5 separate regions of the Mus musculus genome follow, and all the other regions are linked to region 4. A link is a contact called in public promoter capture Hi-C data. All regions are on one chromosome and are shown on one strand. Each heading gives the region's core, a stretch centred on a gene start, on an enhancer-like site or on the middle of the called end of the contact. The rest is flanking DNA. Distances are from core to core; before and after follow the strand shown.

Region 1 (2,700 bases), core at 192-2,691, 2.9 Mb before region 4:
AACTGGAATGTGTCTAGAAATCCATACGAAGATAAAACCCACTACCACAGACTTGAAAGAACGGTTTAAAAACATTTTGGGTAGAAGCTAGGCATTGCTAACATTGTAACATTGGGGGTGGGGGGGGATATCTCTGAGCATTGCAGGCCAGCCAGAGTTACACCGTGATCTCAAAAACAATTTAGCTAGCTGCTGACAACGTAGCTAACCAATCATCTCTAATAAATGGGGAGGTGGGAGGGGAGCTGCTTCTTAAAGAGAAAGAGGAAACTACCTACCAGAAGGCTAAGCTTTAGTCTATTCAGCAAAGCCACTCCCTTAGGTAAAATCTGCGTGTTTTAAGACTTACCTCTGCAATTAGATCACCCTCACTGATTTTTTCCCCTTCTTTTTTTTCCCAGCGGGCTATGGTGCCTGCCTGCATTGTAGGGGAAAGGGAAGGTAATGGAACCTGCAGAAAAAGAAGCATACATTTAAACAGGCATACTTAGCCCTCGGCGTGCTTTCATTCCACCCAAGTTCATGCAGAGTATTTACTGAGTCACATTTCAAACTGTTCACTGGAGATACAAAGGGAGATCTAGCACTCCAGAAATTCATGACTTTCAGAGGCAGGTTGATCCTCCAGTCAGTCTAGTGGATCTGAGAAAGCACGTGAGACTTCTCAGACCTTTTGCCCATAGCCGCAGGCTTAGACCTCTTTCAATAGAAAAGATGCCCACTGGGAAGGTCTTGGGCGAGGGACCGTAATAGATCTGGGAGGGAGCTGGCTGTCGGAGGCCTCTCAAGGAGGATTCCCCACGCCAAGGAGCGGGCTCTGAAGGACAACAGGCTCCAGGGTGGGTCACTCACCTTCTGATGCGGAGGGAGGCTGTAAGAGCGGCGGCTGGGCGACCCCAGGAGTTGTCGCAGCAAGCGGTTACGCGGGACAGTGCCGGAGCCGGAGCTCCAGCCGCACAAGGAGCGGACCCCATAGCGGGGGATCCCACTACCGCAACGGACCGCAGCGGGGCCAATCCGCGGGCTCCCGCATGGGGCCCCGGGGCCTTCCTTCAAGGCCGCCCACCGAGCCCTGAACCCATCCCTGGGCACAGCACTCCGCGCCCTCCGCGCACAGACGCGCCACATTACTGCCACCGACCCCCACGCCCCAAAGGCTCCGCCGTCTCCGGAGTGACCTCTCCAAGAGCAGCGCGGCTCTGCCGTCAGCCGCGCACTGCGGTCGCGCAGTGTCGTAAAAGCGGCTGCTTGGACGGGCGACCGGAACGTAGGGTTTCCGTGCCCCTCTGCGGGGGGGACGCGTCGGAGACACCCGAGAGGGACGGGAGGCTGCCGCTTAGGATCTGCGGTGACGAAGGCGCTGCGAGGCAGTGCGGGGGCGGTGCACGTTTGGGAGAAACGGGAAAGGCCCTAGGAGAGGTGTCGCAGAGGATGGGAAGTACGGACCAGGGCCGCTCTAAGGGACCCGAGAGTCGGACCGGCTGCAGCCTGAGGGCAGGGAGGCGGTGCCAAAGGGAACGACCGCCTTTGCTTTAAGAAAAAGCTGGGGAAAAGAGCCCGGGCTGACAGTAATGCAAAGCTTTAGGTCGATGGGTGCGGGCGCACCTTGGAAAGTTGGAGAAAGGAAAGGCCCTCGAGTGACGGGGGATCAGGGGGTGACCCTTGGCTGCAGAGCCCGCCCCGTGCAGGCTGTCCTAGGTCCCTAACCCACCGGAAACGGGAGCAGCAGGGTTTTCAGCCAAATGATGTGAAGGGCAGCCAAGAGAAAGGTACATTTTCACATTTCCAGTTAGTCACAGAAGACTAATTATATTTCCTCTATAAAGATACTTGTTTGTAAAAAGCAGTTTTATTACCCCCAGATTTCCACCGTATCCTCTTAAATAGCGAAAATATTTTAACACACACACATTCCTTTAATTATAGCATTACGGAGACAGAGGCAGGTGGAACCCTAGATTCCAGGACAGCCTGGTTTAATGCTGTTCATTGCCAGGCCAGCTTGGGCTACATACTGAGATTCTTTTTTTTTTTTTTTTTAAAGAAAGGTTTAAGATACAACTTTGCGAAAGTCGTTGTCGTGCTGTCCCGCAGTTCTGTGAATTCAATAGGAAAACAACAACAGAAACCTTTCTTAAACTATGGAGTAACAATGTGGGGTCAAAAGAAAAAAAATGGCAACAGTGAAAAGCTGCCGAACCCAGCCGCGCCAACCTAGGTTGTTTCTCACTACTGCTGCCTACACTGAATCCTACCGCGTCGCTGCAGCTGTGGCTGTGAGGACACCCGTGCCCTTTGTACTGCCATGCCCTCGGTGTCACACGAGGCCAGCCAACACTGCCTGAAACACCTTGGCACAGATTCCCCGTGTATGGTGTGATTCGCACTGGTTTTACTGTACAAAGTGTTCTGCTCTCACGTGAGCATAATGATTTAATTGCAGAAAGACATTTCCCACAGTTATCCCTTCTATATAAACATTATAGTAGTATAATCTTTAGGTTGAATTGTTATGAGTATTTGGATTTTAAAATTGCCGTGGCTGATTTGAATTTCATAGAAAATCAATCAGTGAATTTTGGTTTGAGATTAGGACTAAATTTTCCAGTAAATGTCTCCCTAGATTTTCCTATTCTATGTATATATATAATATATATATATATATATATATATATATATATATATATATATATATATTAA
Region 2 (2,700 bases), core at 198-2,697, 2.9 Mb before region 4:
CCTGGTAAAGCATTTGCCTAGCCTAAGAGCTACCCTGGATAAAGTCCCTCGGTGACATCCATGCACACACAAAGCAATCCTAGGGCGCTCATTCCTCTTTTAGACTAGTATAATATTTGTATAGAAACTATGCTCCTGTGTATTTTAAAATAGGACTGTTTTTTTAGTCAGGTTCTTAAGTGGCCTCGGCCAGCCCTTAACTCATCTTCTTACTGCCACCACCTGCCAACAGACATGCTCTTCCAGTTAGGATGAGTGAGGGTATTTAGATTAATTATAATACTTAAAACTATGCAAATGTTATGTAAATGTTACGATGGAGATTAAAATAATGACCAAAGTGGGAAAGGTCTGTACGTGATCGATACAGATACAATATGATTCCCCAGACATTTTCGGTTGGCCTTTTAACCTATGGGGATCCCCGAGTTTGGACTCTACCCCAACTCCTCAAAATCAAATTCCTTAAAGCCGTAACCTGCCCCCAGGCTGCATGGACTCAGGCAACGGGTGTGTTAGTGTCCCGGCTAGAAATCAAATCTCAAAACTCCCCAAAATTCGCTTGCAAAGATATAAACACGAAGATTTGAAGGCATCAAACACCACGTATGTCAACAGTAAAAAAATAAACTGAATTGTAAAAAAGTTTTTAGATGACCTAAATATCTCTACTCAGGACATTTTGTTTCCTACACTGTACGGAACTTTCCAAAACCCAGAAGACAACGATATTCACATGTGTAGCTAGCAGGGGCTTGGTGCCACTGTCCCGATGCTCACTCACCCCTCGATCCTGAGGAAATCAGGCATCCTGTTAGTGTGAGACGAAGAACCACTCCATTACAAGATCTCCTCCGACCCAGGAAGCCAAGGAGTCAGGGCTGAAAGGCAGCTCTGCAGCTTCACCCGAGTCCTTCGTGAAAACGCAGCCTTCCCACCGGTTACTGTGCCCTCCTCACCCGAGGCCCAGGCTACGGCTGCCTTCCCCCAGCCGAGCCCGCCCGGCGGCTCGCTCTCGGGGACCCAGGCCAGAGGAGGCGCAGGCGCGGAAAGCGGCCTGCGGGCGGGCGGACCGGGGCATTCCCCGCTCTCGCTGGGCTGGGCCGGCGCCCGGCGGCTCGCTTTCACTCCCGGGACAGAATGGGGACACAGGGCTTGGGCACGGCCTTCCGTTGGGCCCCAGGAAGTATCTAGAGTGCCTCGGGGGGAGCTTGAGGTTTCCAAGGGGACGTGGGGGAAAGCGCCCCCATGTCTGTCAGCGGGCTCCCTGCCCCGCCGCAGCCCCGGCGCTCTCGGCGGCCTTCCCTCGCAACGCCCTCCCGACACAAACACACACACACACACACACCCATACCGTGCGCCGCAGCCTCGCGTGGCGGGGTGGGAGAAAAGGTGGCGGCTTCCTTCCGGGCCGGAAGTCGTGCTCCGGAGAAACGCTTCCCTCCCACCGGAGACTCCCACAGAGCGGGCTCGCCGGTCGCCGTGGAAGCTGACGGGTGCAGGAAGGAAGGCGGCGCTCTCCCGAGAGACAAGCGGGACGGCCTGCGGAGGAGCCAGTCCGGACCCGGAGAAGAGAACCGGAACTGGATATAGAGACACAGCTCTACTTTGCGCTCTCCGGACCCAGTTAGATGGTGTACCGGGACTGGTTACCATGGTAACCGGAGTCGCAGTTTGTCGGCAAACTGAGAGAAGACGTGCGCGTTTCCCCCACGTTTGGATTAAGTGTGTATTCGTTGTTGATTTAATCTAACTTTAATATATAATTTGAAGACTCTAAACCTCTTTTTAAAAATATTGGGAACTTTCTCTTTTGCAGAAGGAGGGTGATTGAAGGAGGGCGGAATCTTTGACTATTGCTCTCACATAATGTTCCAGCTTTAAATATTAGTGTTCTTAATCCTTATCTTTTTTTTAAAGATTCATTTATTTATTATATACAGTGTTCTGCATATATAGCTCTATGTCAGAAGAGGCGCCAGATCTCATTATAGAATTGTGAGCTACCATGTGGTTGCTGGGATTTGAACTCAGGACCTCTAAAAGAGCAGTCAGTGCTCCTAACCGCTGAGCCATCTCTCCAGCCCCCTCATCTTTATTTTGAGTATATACACTGCTTGCTCAAGGCAACATAGATGTCTGAAGTTTGCAAGAACGTAAGCATACTGGCTCCAGTGCGCCTACTTTTAACTACTATACTGTCTGTCTATGTATCTGTCTCCCCCGACCCCAGTCTCTCTACCCGTCTTTCTTTCACGCACACACACACACCCCTACCTCACAATTCCAGGTCTGGAAGGCACCAAGTCAGCCAATATCCAACTATTGGAACAAAAGTCCTTTCTGTTCCCTCTGTATTTATGAAGACCAGACGGAAGTACAGGTACAACGTAGGAATTTAGGAAGTGGTTCTACTCACAGACTGTAGGAAAGCCAAGATAAAGCAGTATGGGTGTGCAATCTTTTAGTTAAGACCCGCAGCACACTTGCAAAAGCCTTCCTCCTTCCCTGAAAGAAGAAACAGGGCAGTAAATACCTTACATGCCTTTTCTCAAGTCCTGTCTCTCTGCAGGTTCCAAAGGCCTGTCTCATCACCATCATGACGGTGTCCTCAAAGGGTCTTCTTACCCACATTTCCCAGTTCTGGAATATGCTCGATGATTTGGCTGAAAATGACCCCGAGCGCTACCGGAACTTCAT
Region 3 (2,700 bases), core at 142-2,641, 2.8 Mb before region 4:
GAACCTGCCTTAAAAATCAAACAAAGAATAAATAAATATACATGTAAACAAATATACACTTATAGGCAGGGTCTTATTTATTTGTCTATTTTTAGTTTTTTGAGACAGGGTCTCTCTATGTAACCTTGGCTATCCTGAAATGGCCTGCCTCTGCCTTTCAATAGCTGGGATCAAAGGCATTCACTACCATGTTTATCCAAGTTTCCTTTTATTGCTGACTTCTGTATCTGTCACTTCCTGGTACCCAGCACATGCTCAGTTGATATTTGTTTAATAACCAACTAGATTAATAAACTAGCAGGCACAGGACTGGAGTCTAGTATTGTTTTCAAATTTTAGGTGCTTTCCAATGTATCTCACTTTTCTCTCTACATGTGATGTTTACCTGTAAATAAGTATTCTTTGAACTCTGACCCAGACATGGATCATATAGCTAAGAGGCAGCTGACAGGATGAAGCCATATTTGGGAGTTTGTAGTGGTGGTGAACACCCTGGGGGGAAAGTTACAAAAACCACAAATAATCTATTATTTGGTGGGGTTTTTTGTTGTTGTTGCTGTTGTTTTTATTTTGTATTTTTTGTTCTTACTAGCTTTCGATCTCTAAAACCAACCTATGATACAAATAATAGGGACTGTATATTTTTAAAAAAATCGAGGACCCAGTGAATTGACTGGACTGCATGAGGCCACACAGCAAATAGCATGAAAGTTATATTCACAGTTCCAGTGGATTCTCTTCCTTCCCACTTCTGCAGTTTCAAACAAACATTTGTCCAAATTCAGTTGCTCAATCCATGGTCACATCTCTGATTACCTAGTGAGGAAAGTATGGGCCCTGAAGTCTAGCCTCCGCGCTTGGAATCTTGTTTTACCTGCTAAGCTACTAGCCATGTGACTGACACTACCTTCTCTGAGCCTCCGCTCCTTAACCGGCCAAGATGGGAACAACGGTAAGACCACTCACTCACAGAAGACCTGGGACAATTAACCCAGATTAGAAAGTGACTGCACATAGAGAGCACTCCAATGCTCCCGTTATTATGATCTGCGGAAGAATAAAAAAGGAGAGAGCATCGGAAGGAAGGAAAGGAGAGAAGAGAGAAACCAGGCTGGCCCACCGGTGCAGCCAACCTCTGGCCACTCTCCAGCTTGCTGTGTTTTCCAAGCGTCCTAAGGCACCGCTCTCTGCTCCACCTAGGACGTGGCAGGTGGAGGAAGGCACGGACGGTCTCCAGGCTGTCTGATTCTCAGGGTTTCATATCCACCACCGGAGGCGGTCCCCTCCACCTTTCGGCCCTACTCACCAGGTTCCCCCACAGCAGAGCCGGTTTCCCATGGCGGTTGTGTCTCCCAGGGAGCCCAGCTGGTTTTCAGACATAAAGAGGTTTGCGCATTTCCTGGTTCCCGGCTGAGCGAACGGCAACGGCTCCCAGGAAGTCTGTCAGGATCAGATTTCAACCGAGTAGGTTGGACCTTGGAAGCCACCTGGTGGAATGATTCCCAAGTGACTGTTCGCAGCCAAAGGGCAGGAAGACACACGGGCTCCAGGTGAGAGTTATCTCACCTTAGGGATTTGAAACTCCTTTTGATGAAGCTGCAAGCTTCGATTTATAAAGAAACCTGAGATACAAAAGGGCTCTGAGTTTCCATAGGAAATGTGTCTCTCTGTATCGCACGGCCTTTGAAATAGACCCTCCATAAGGGAGTCAAAGCTCGGCCACTACGTTTGCCCTACCACACTCAGGTTTGAGTTTCACTGTCAAGGTAATTGGTACTAGTTTCTGATGTCCTCAATTTGGGTTTGAATCCTAGAGGCTTTTGGAACCTGAAATGTAGGAAAATGGAATGCTCTCATATTCCCACGACTAGAATTAATAATGTGCGCATATCTCCTAACCATTTACCATCTAGATTTCCAGCACACCAAGGCATAAGTACTGAATGTATTACTTAATCCTCTTTCTGGTATAAACCAGATGGCTAACTGATTGGCACGGAGCACTCAATGTTCTCTCCCCAGTCCAGGACCATGAAATCTCTACTTACCCCTGCTTGTAGCTTCTGCTTCCAATGACCCAAAATTGGATTCACTCTTCCCTGGCCAGAAACTATGAGGCAGCTGAATGAATTCCCCTGAGACAATATGTTACCAGGTTGAGTATGGTGTATACCTCCTGGCACTCGGGAGGCAGGAGGATGAGGATCTCTGAGAGTTTGAGGCCAGCCTGGGCTACAGGAGCAAGTTTCAGGACAGCCAGGAATTCATAGAATTCATAGAGGTACCCTGTCTTAAATAAACAGAAACAAACAAGAGAGAAAGAAAGGAAAGAGAGAAGGGAGAATATGTCTCTAAGAAAATCTTTGAAACCTGCAATTCCGATCTTCAATATTTTCTTGGCATTTTGAGTATTGTCCTGGAATATTCATAGTCAGCCCTGAACTCCATGGAGTACACTGGATTCTGAATTCCTCCTCATCTTGGGAAAAACGGGCCTGAGAGTGGCCACTTCATAGGGCTGTGATAACTGAATGAGGTATGTGTGTACAAAGCTTCTGAACAGGCCAGACGCATGGGACGCCCTCAGTAAGTCTTAACCATTGTTACTACTATTGTTCTCAGTGATCAGATGGCTAAGCATTGTATTCTACTATCTCATGTTCCAATCCTGCAGGCCATTCCGTATCCTACTATTAACTA
Region 4 (2,700 bases), core at 200-2,699:
AGTATCTACTTTAAGGAGTTCGTTTCCGTTTCTGTTTCCCTCTCCCCCACCACACACCTACTTTCTCTTTCTCTCTCTTACTATCTCACTCTTTCTCTCTCTCTCTCTCTCTCTTTCTCTCTCTCTCTCTCTCTCTCTCACACACACACACACACACAGCAAATATTCAGTATAACTGTCATCCTGTTACTGTCTTCTCTTACGATCGCTTTATAAATCTATTTGATGACTGTTTTTTTCCTCCTCTTCTTGCTCTCATCCCTTCCTCTGGCTTCAATACACTGGAAACTTGCAAAATCTGTATCACTCAATAACAAGAGCTCGTTACACTTTGTGCCTTTCCATGCACTTCCTTCTGTCTGAAAGCTTCGCTACCATCTTGCAGAAGAATTTACACCCGGCAAGATCTAGCAGCAAAGTCGATTCTTTCAGGCTCAGTTTCCACAGAACCAGTCCTTCCTCGGCTAACACAGTTTTTCCTATCACATTGTCGCTTTGAAAAAGTAGCTGTCTACTTATCTGTGCCAGGTGGCGGGGGTGGGACCGGGGAAGGAGCGCAGGTTAAACATTTTCAAAGGCTCAGAGTGGCTGCCACTTACCTACTACAGACAACACAGGCAATACAACTGACAATGAGAATACGAGACTGTGATTTCCAAGGGCCAGTGCTCTTAACTACGAACATGTGCAAACCTGTAGCTTAAATATAAATAAACGCTCTGAGACTAAAGTATGAGATTTAAAAAATCTAGATCGACCAGAACCCTTAAGATGACAGATAGGAAAGAGGGACGTGCAGAAGGGAAGATTTAGGCTCACTCCATCTAGGGTCTGCAGAAAGAGGGAGAAGATGACGGCCGTTCTGCAGAGAAGGGGTAAGAGCCATTCGGAAGCTGAGGAAAGATGGGCTCAGAAGAGAATTTTCCCCTCACAGAAGTCCCCGAGCGTTCGTCCCTCGCTCCTACCGCTGCATTCTGCCTGCCAATGCAAACCCAGGTCGCTTCGCCTTTTCCCGCGTGCACGGATCTAGCAGCTGGTTCTGTACGCACGCCTTCCCGCTTCCGGCTCTATAAAGCAGCAAGTTGGTAAGGCACGGGTGCCCCAAAGGAAGAAGTCGGCATGCGCCGCCGCACGACTGCGCTTGCGCGTAGGCATCACGCGCTCTCCAACTCAAAACACTCGCTCCCCTCAAAACAGTCTCCCGGCCTGAGGAAACGCGCCTGCGCAGTGCGCACCAATGGCGATTGCCCTCGCTCCCGCAACTCCGCCCAGGGGCCGACGCTCCCACAGCCGGCCACCAGGTCCTCTCTGGCCACAACCCTCCGCAGACGGAAATGACGACGGTTCCGAGGAGAACGGAGGCGGGTTTCATTTCGGCGCCTTTCTGTCTCCCGCGGAAGCGATTGGTTAGTGTGGCACGAAAGAGGCGGGACAAATTGCCGCGGGTTCAGCACCTCCAGTGGAACCGGGAGATGCGGCGGCGCCGGGGCTGTCGCCGTGTTTGCTTTGAGTTGAGTCTCGTCCCTTCAGGCCGCTCCCTGTGCAGCTCGGATCATGCTGTTACCCTCGGATGTAGCCAGGCTGGTATTGGGTAAGCGGCGGCCTGGGAGGGCGGGTGATCGGACCCGGGCTGAGGGGACGGAAAGACCAGGGGCTGAGGGGGAGGGCTGCTCGGGGTGGGGAAGCTCTGAGGAGTGGTCTGCTCCCGTCCAAGTTCAGACTAGCGGAGAGGCTCGGTCCCTCGGCGCCTTGGGACAGTCGAAGCTCCTCGGTGTAGGGATGTCCCTTCTCCTCCTGCTGCGCGATGGGGGCAGCCGAAGGGAGAAAGAAGCTCGGCGGGGAACACCTGGGGCCTGGATTCCGAGGCACAGCCAGGCCCGCTGGGACACCTGAAGGAGTGTCGCCTGCGTGATGGACGAGGCTGCGTGTCCCCTACCCTTTCCCTTGTCAAGAGCCGGGACTGATAAAGGAAAAGGCGGGGGGACCCCCGCTTCCCCGGCCGCCCAGCCTTGTGGAAAGACTTTCCGACGCCCTTACCCATAACCCGACCTTAGCACTGGGAATTTGGGACACAGGGAGGGCCCCACACCCCTGGCCCACCATAGTGGCTTGAAACGCCAATTGCATATTTCAGAACGGCAGCGTGTCGTGTTCTTGAGCAAATATTTAGGAGGTACGACGACTGACTTCTGGTTGCACACGTTCTAGCCCTCGTTTTCCTCCATTTTCGAAAAGGGTTTGTTCATAGACCACTGGTTGGTCGGGAGATACTGTCTCTGGAAAAGACTGTTTTCGTTGTTTGTCCTGTGAAAGAATAAAAGGGATTGTTCTGTAGGGAACAAGAGCCTCTTAGGCTCAAAACTGGACAGTGACTTTGAAACGTTATTTGGGACATCTCTAAAAGAAAGTGGTCGAAGTATGAGGACTCATTCCATAGTTTCCACAGCCGTTACGAACATTTGCTTTGTGCCCAGCCCTGTCCAAAAAATAAAAATTGCACATTAGGCAGGACTTATTTAAGAGGCTCTGTACGATTCTACTGTCCATTTTTTGAGAAACTTAAATACAAAAACTAGTGTTTTGAATGTTTTCATCTTCATCAGACTTGGATAGTTAAATTTATACCTGTGATTTTTAAACTTAGCTTTCTTGTAATTTTAAAATTAGGCTCATACAAAATTGGTTAAAAGTAGACTCACA
Region 5 (2,700 bases), core at 96-2,595, 3.0 Mb before region 4:
TCTCCTCTACTGACCTCTTATCACCAAGGAAATGTCAAAGTATAACCTTGGACCTTTACCCTTTAATTTCAACGTTGGCCCTTAGTAATCTCATCTTGATTCGTAAGTTCTCCAGTTATGTCTTCGACCCGACTCTCAACTCTTTATCTCCTCTTCTGAATCAGCTCTTCCACCAGCAAACATCTCGCTTCAGTCTCTCTGTGGGCACTGAATTCATTTTGCTCACTCTCCTTACAGCACAGTTCTTCTGACCCCAGTGGCACAGGCCAGTAGGGGAAATTTGAAAAAAAGATGACTCTGTGGCTTACATATAAATTCCCCAGGCTCAAAATTCTGCACGGGTAACTCTGTCTTCATCAGTCTCTCTCCTGGGACTACAGATTTTTTCCTATCCGAAGCCCATCTTCCTCAGCCCTGGTACCTCAACTTCTCCTTCCTATGTGTCACTTCCTGCTGCCTAACTCAGGCCCTTGACTCTTTCTTGGCAGCCTCTCAGTTGAAGTCTGGAAAGAGAAACTTAGTGAGATGAGTTCCTGGAGCCACTGGACCATCTTAAGGGTTAGAGACCTCAGACAATTGCCTCCAGCTCTCATCAGGTCTAGAGATTCTAATTTATCTGGATGAGCGGGGAAGATGCTTTTCCACCAGTGCAATAATGTGAATATTAAATCTCCTACATGTAAATCTGGCTGCATCATTCATTCCTCCATGTGAATTCCATCCATTCAATCACAAATCACTTGTAATTGTTGAAACTACCTGAGCAGGCGAGGCACTTAAAGACCTCGTATGGCCCTCAGCCCACCCTAGCTGTTCACTCCAGCCTAGCTGGATTGCTCCCTAGTCTCATGACCATTCTATTCTCTTCACTTAGGATATTTCTCATCTCCTTCAGATGAAACTTGCATATGCAACTCAACCTTCAAGTTCCAATTTCTGGGTCACCTGCTTCTTAAGCACCGAATTCCCATTTCCTCGCTACAACTTCGGAGAGCTTTCTGGTGGCCCTTATCTTGCTGTCCTGTGTGATAAAAGGCCAGTGCACTTTACAACCTCTCCTGGCAGTATTCTTTGAATACAAAGTCTAGCTATACCTCCCCACTCCTAGCACCTAGCATGCTGCCTTACATACAATACAGCATACTATATAAGTTACTATGGTTAAATAACTTTATAATTAACTGTGCATATTGTTGCCATTTCTGGCAGTTCTATAATTAACCAATCACTGAAAATAAATCCTTGAAGTAGTAACTATAATAGAAAGCTACAGAACAAAAACCACAGGGTTTGAGACAGTTCCCCAGAATGCAAATAGGAGAACCAAACATTTGCATCCGAATACAAAGCAGTGGTTTTCAGCTGGGAAAACTCAGGATAGAGAAAAACCCTTTGAGGCATCCAGGACAAATCAGATCTCTGGGCTGAATCCTGCCCCAGTGCGTCACATTAGCTGACTGAACACTGGCTGTTCCCACAACGATGAGTACACCAATCCTGTGGTTGGTAAAACAAGCTTGCTTTCACTTCTCCCCTGTGGTGTGCTGCCTGCATCACACAAAGAGGCTTTGGAAGCCTGCTATAATCCTCAGGCCCCGGGCGCAGCAGTCCAACTGCAGACTGGTAAGTGGCCCAGGAAAGGAACGGGTAGAGGGGAGTCCCCTACCTGGGCGATGGTACACTGCCACAGGAAGAACCCTGCGGTGTCAAGAAGGCTGCTGAGGAAACGCAGAAACAGTTGAGAAATAGTATTTAACTCAGTTCTTAACTCAGGTCTTGAGATTTCTGAATCTGCAGCCACTGGCCTGATTAAGTAAATAATGAGCCTGGGTTGTCCCTGGCTCTGAGATCAAATGGGACTGGAGGGGAGGGAAAAGGAGAGGCGGGGCTCAAAACACTAACTTAGTCTCAGTTCTATGGCAAGTGTCCTAACCAACTCTAACCTTTGACATTAAAATTGGACCAATAATAGCCTCCCTCCTTAACCATTCCTTATTGGAATTTGCCCCCACCTGCCGCTAAGTCCATGGAACCAGATTCAGGGGTTCATTGTACAACTTCTCTCCTCTGAAATGATTCAGACAGAATGAAGTTTCAATTTAGACTGGCAGGCAATAGCTCACCCTTTTCCCTTTCCTCTCATCCCTTTTCTTTTACATTCATTAGGTGTTTGGGGTGGGAGGGGCGTTGTTTTTGGTTTAGTTTGCGTTGAGCTGGGTTTTCAAGACAGGGTCTTTCTGTATAGTCCTGGCTGTCTAGGAGCTCACTCTGTAGACCAGGCTGATCTCGAACTCACAGAGATCCACATGCCTCTGCCTCCTGAGTGCTGAAATTAAAGGTGATATTCATTAGTTTTATGAAAAGCATTCTCTCACAATAAAGCACAGACAGGAGACCATAAATACATATCACAGTACATAATTTTATTATTTTAACAAGTATCTTTGAGAACCTAAATAACAAACACTGCTTGGAAGCAAAAATAACAAAAAATGAGATTCAGCACCCCATTATTTTGTTATTGTTTTTTCTTTTCTTTTAATTCTAGCAATCTATGCAGAGCAGCTGGAATTCTCTGAGAGCTTAAGGACAGCCTGGCCTACAGAGTGAGTTCTAGGCCATCCAGGGTTTCATAGGTCCTGCCTCAAACAAACATGTAACTTGATGGAATGAAAATTTACAAGTTTACAAGCATCCAGG

The links. Promoter capture Hi-C pulls out the DNA fragments that hold promoters and counts their contacts.
Region 1: a contact with region 4 is called in a promoter capture Hi-C map of pre-B cells, with 2.9 times the contacts expected there. The contact joins the promoter of Dlat here to the promoter of Npat in region 4. A contact is called at or near these places in 5 of 39 promoter capture datasets (cranial neural crest, hippocampal neurons, liver and 1 more) and 2 of 115 datasets of contacts at active chromatin or transcription factors (astrocytes and large pre-B cells).
Region 2: a contact with region 4 is called in a promoter capture Hi-C map of liver, with 9 times the contacts expected there. The contact joins the promoter of Pih1d2 here to the promoter of Npat in region 4. A contact is called at or near these places in 6 of 39 promoter capture datasets (the 3T3-L1 cell line, embryonic stem cells, erythroid cells and 3 more), 2 of 115 datasets of contacts at active chromatin or transcription factors (astrocytes and embryonic stem cells) and 2 of 9 other capture datasets (adipose tissue and liver).
Region 3: a contact with region 4 is called in a promoter capture Hi-C map of liver, with 3 times the contacts expected there. The contact joins the promoter of 2310030G06Rik here to the promoter of Npat in region 4. A contact is called at or near these places in 4 of 39 promoter capture datasets (embryonic stem cells, hippocampal neurons and liver) and 2 of 115 datasets of contacts at active chromatin or transcription factors (astrocytes and extraembryonic endoderm stem cells).
Region 5: a promoter capture Hi-C map of pre-B cells shows a contact between it and region 4. The contact joins the promoter of Il18 here to the promoter of Npat in region 4. A contact is called at or near these places in 3 of 39 promoter capture datasets (hippocampal neurons, liver and pre-B cells) and 1 of 115 datasets of contacts at active chromatin or transcription factors (astrocytes).

What each region holds. Positions count from the first base shown.
Region 1 is chr9:50,658,339-50,661,038 of GRCm38.p6, forward strand. It overlaps Dlat (dihydrolipoamide S-acetyltransferase (E2 component of pyruvate dehydrogenase complex)), which reads right to left and starts at 1,442. Exons shown (of 14, transcript NM_145614.4): 1 at 853-1,442; 2 at 350-451. The coding sequence starts at 1,128.
Region 2 is chr9:50,615,874-50,618,573 of GRCm38.p6, forward strand. Pih1d2 (PIH1 domain containing 2) reads left to right here and starts at 1,448. Exons shown (of 6, transcript NM_028300.2): 1 at 1,448-1,725; 2 at 2,573-2,700. The coding sequence starts at 2,600. It overlaps Nkapd1 (NKAP domain containing 1), which reads right to left and starts at 1,591. Exons shown (of 6, transcript NM_212449.2): 1 at 1,355-1,591.
Region 3 is chr9:50,745,136-50,747,835 of GRCm38.p6, forward strand. It overlaps 2310030G06Rik (RIKEN cDNA 2310030G06 gene), which reads right to left and starts at 1,392. Exons shown (of 4, transcript NM_025865.3): 1 at 1,307-1,392. The coding sequence starts at 1,338. It also overlaps a transcript of Cryab not described here.
Region 4 is chr9:53,535,598-53,538,297 of GRCm38.p6, forward strand. Npat (nuclear protein in the AT region) reads left to right here and starts at 1,450. Exons shown (of 18, transcript NM_001081152.1): 1 at 1,450-1,591. The coding sequence starts at 1,555. It overlaps Atm (ataxia telangiectasia mutated), which reads right to left and starts at 1,074. Exons shown (of 63, transcript NM_007499.3): 1 at 966-1,074.
Region 5 is chr9:50,553,355-50,556,054 of GRCm38.p6, forward strand. It overlaps Il18 (interleukin 18), which reads left to right and starts at 1,346. Exons shown (of 7, transcript NM_001357221.1): 1 at 1,346-1,623. Bco2 (beta-carotene oxygenase 2) reads right to left here and starts at 1,784. Exons shown (of 12, transcript NM_133217.3): 1 at 1,667-1,784.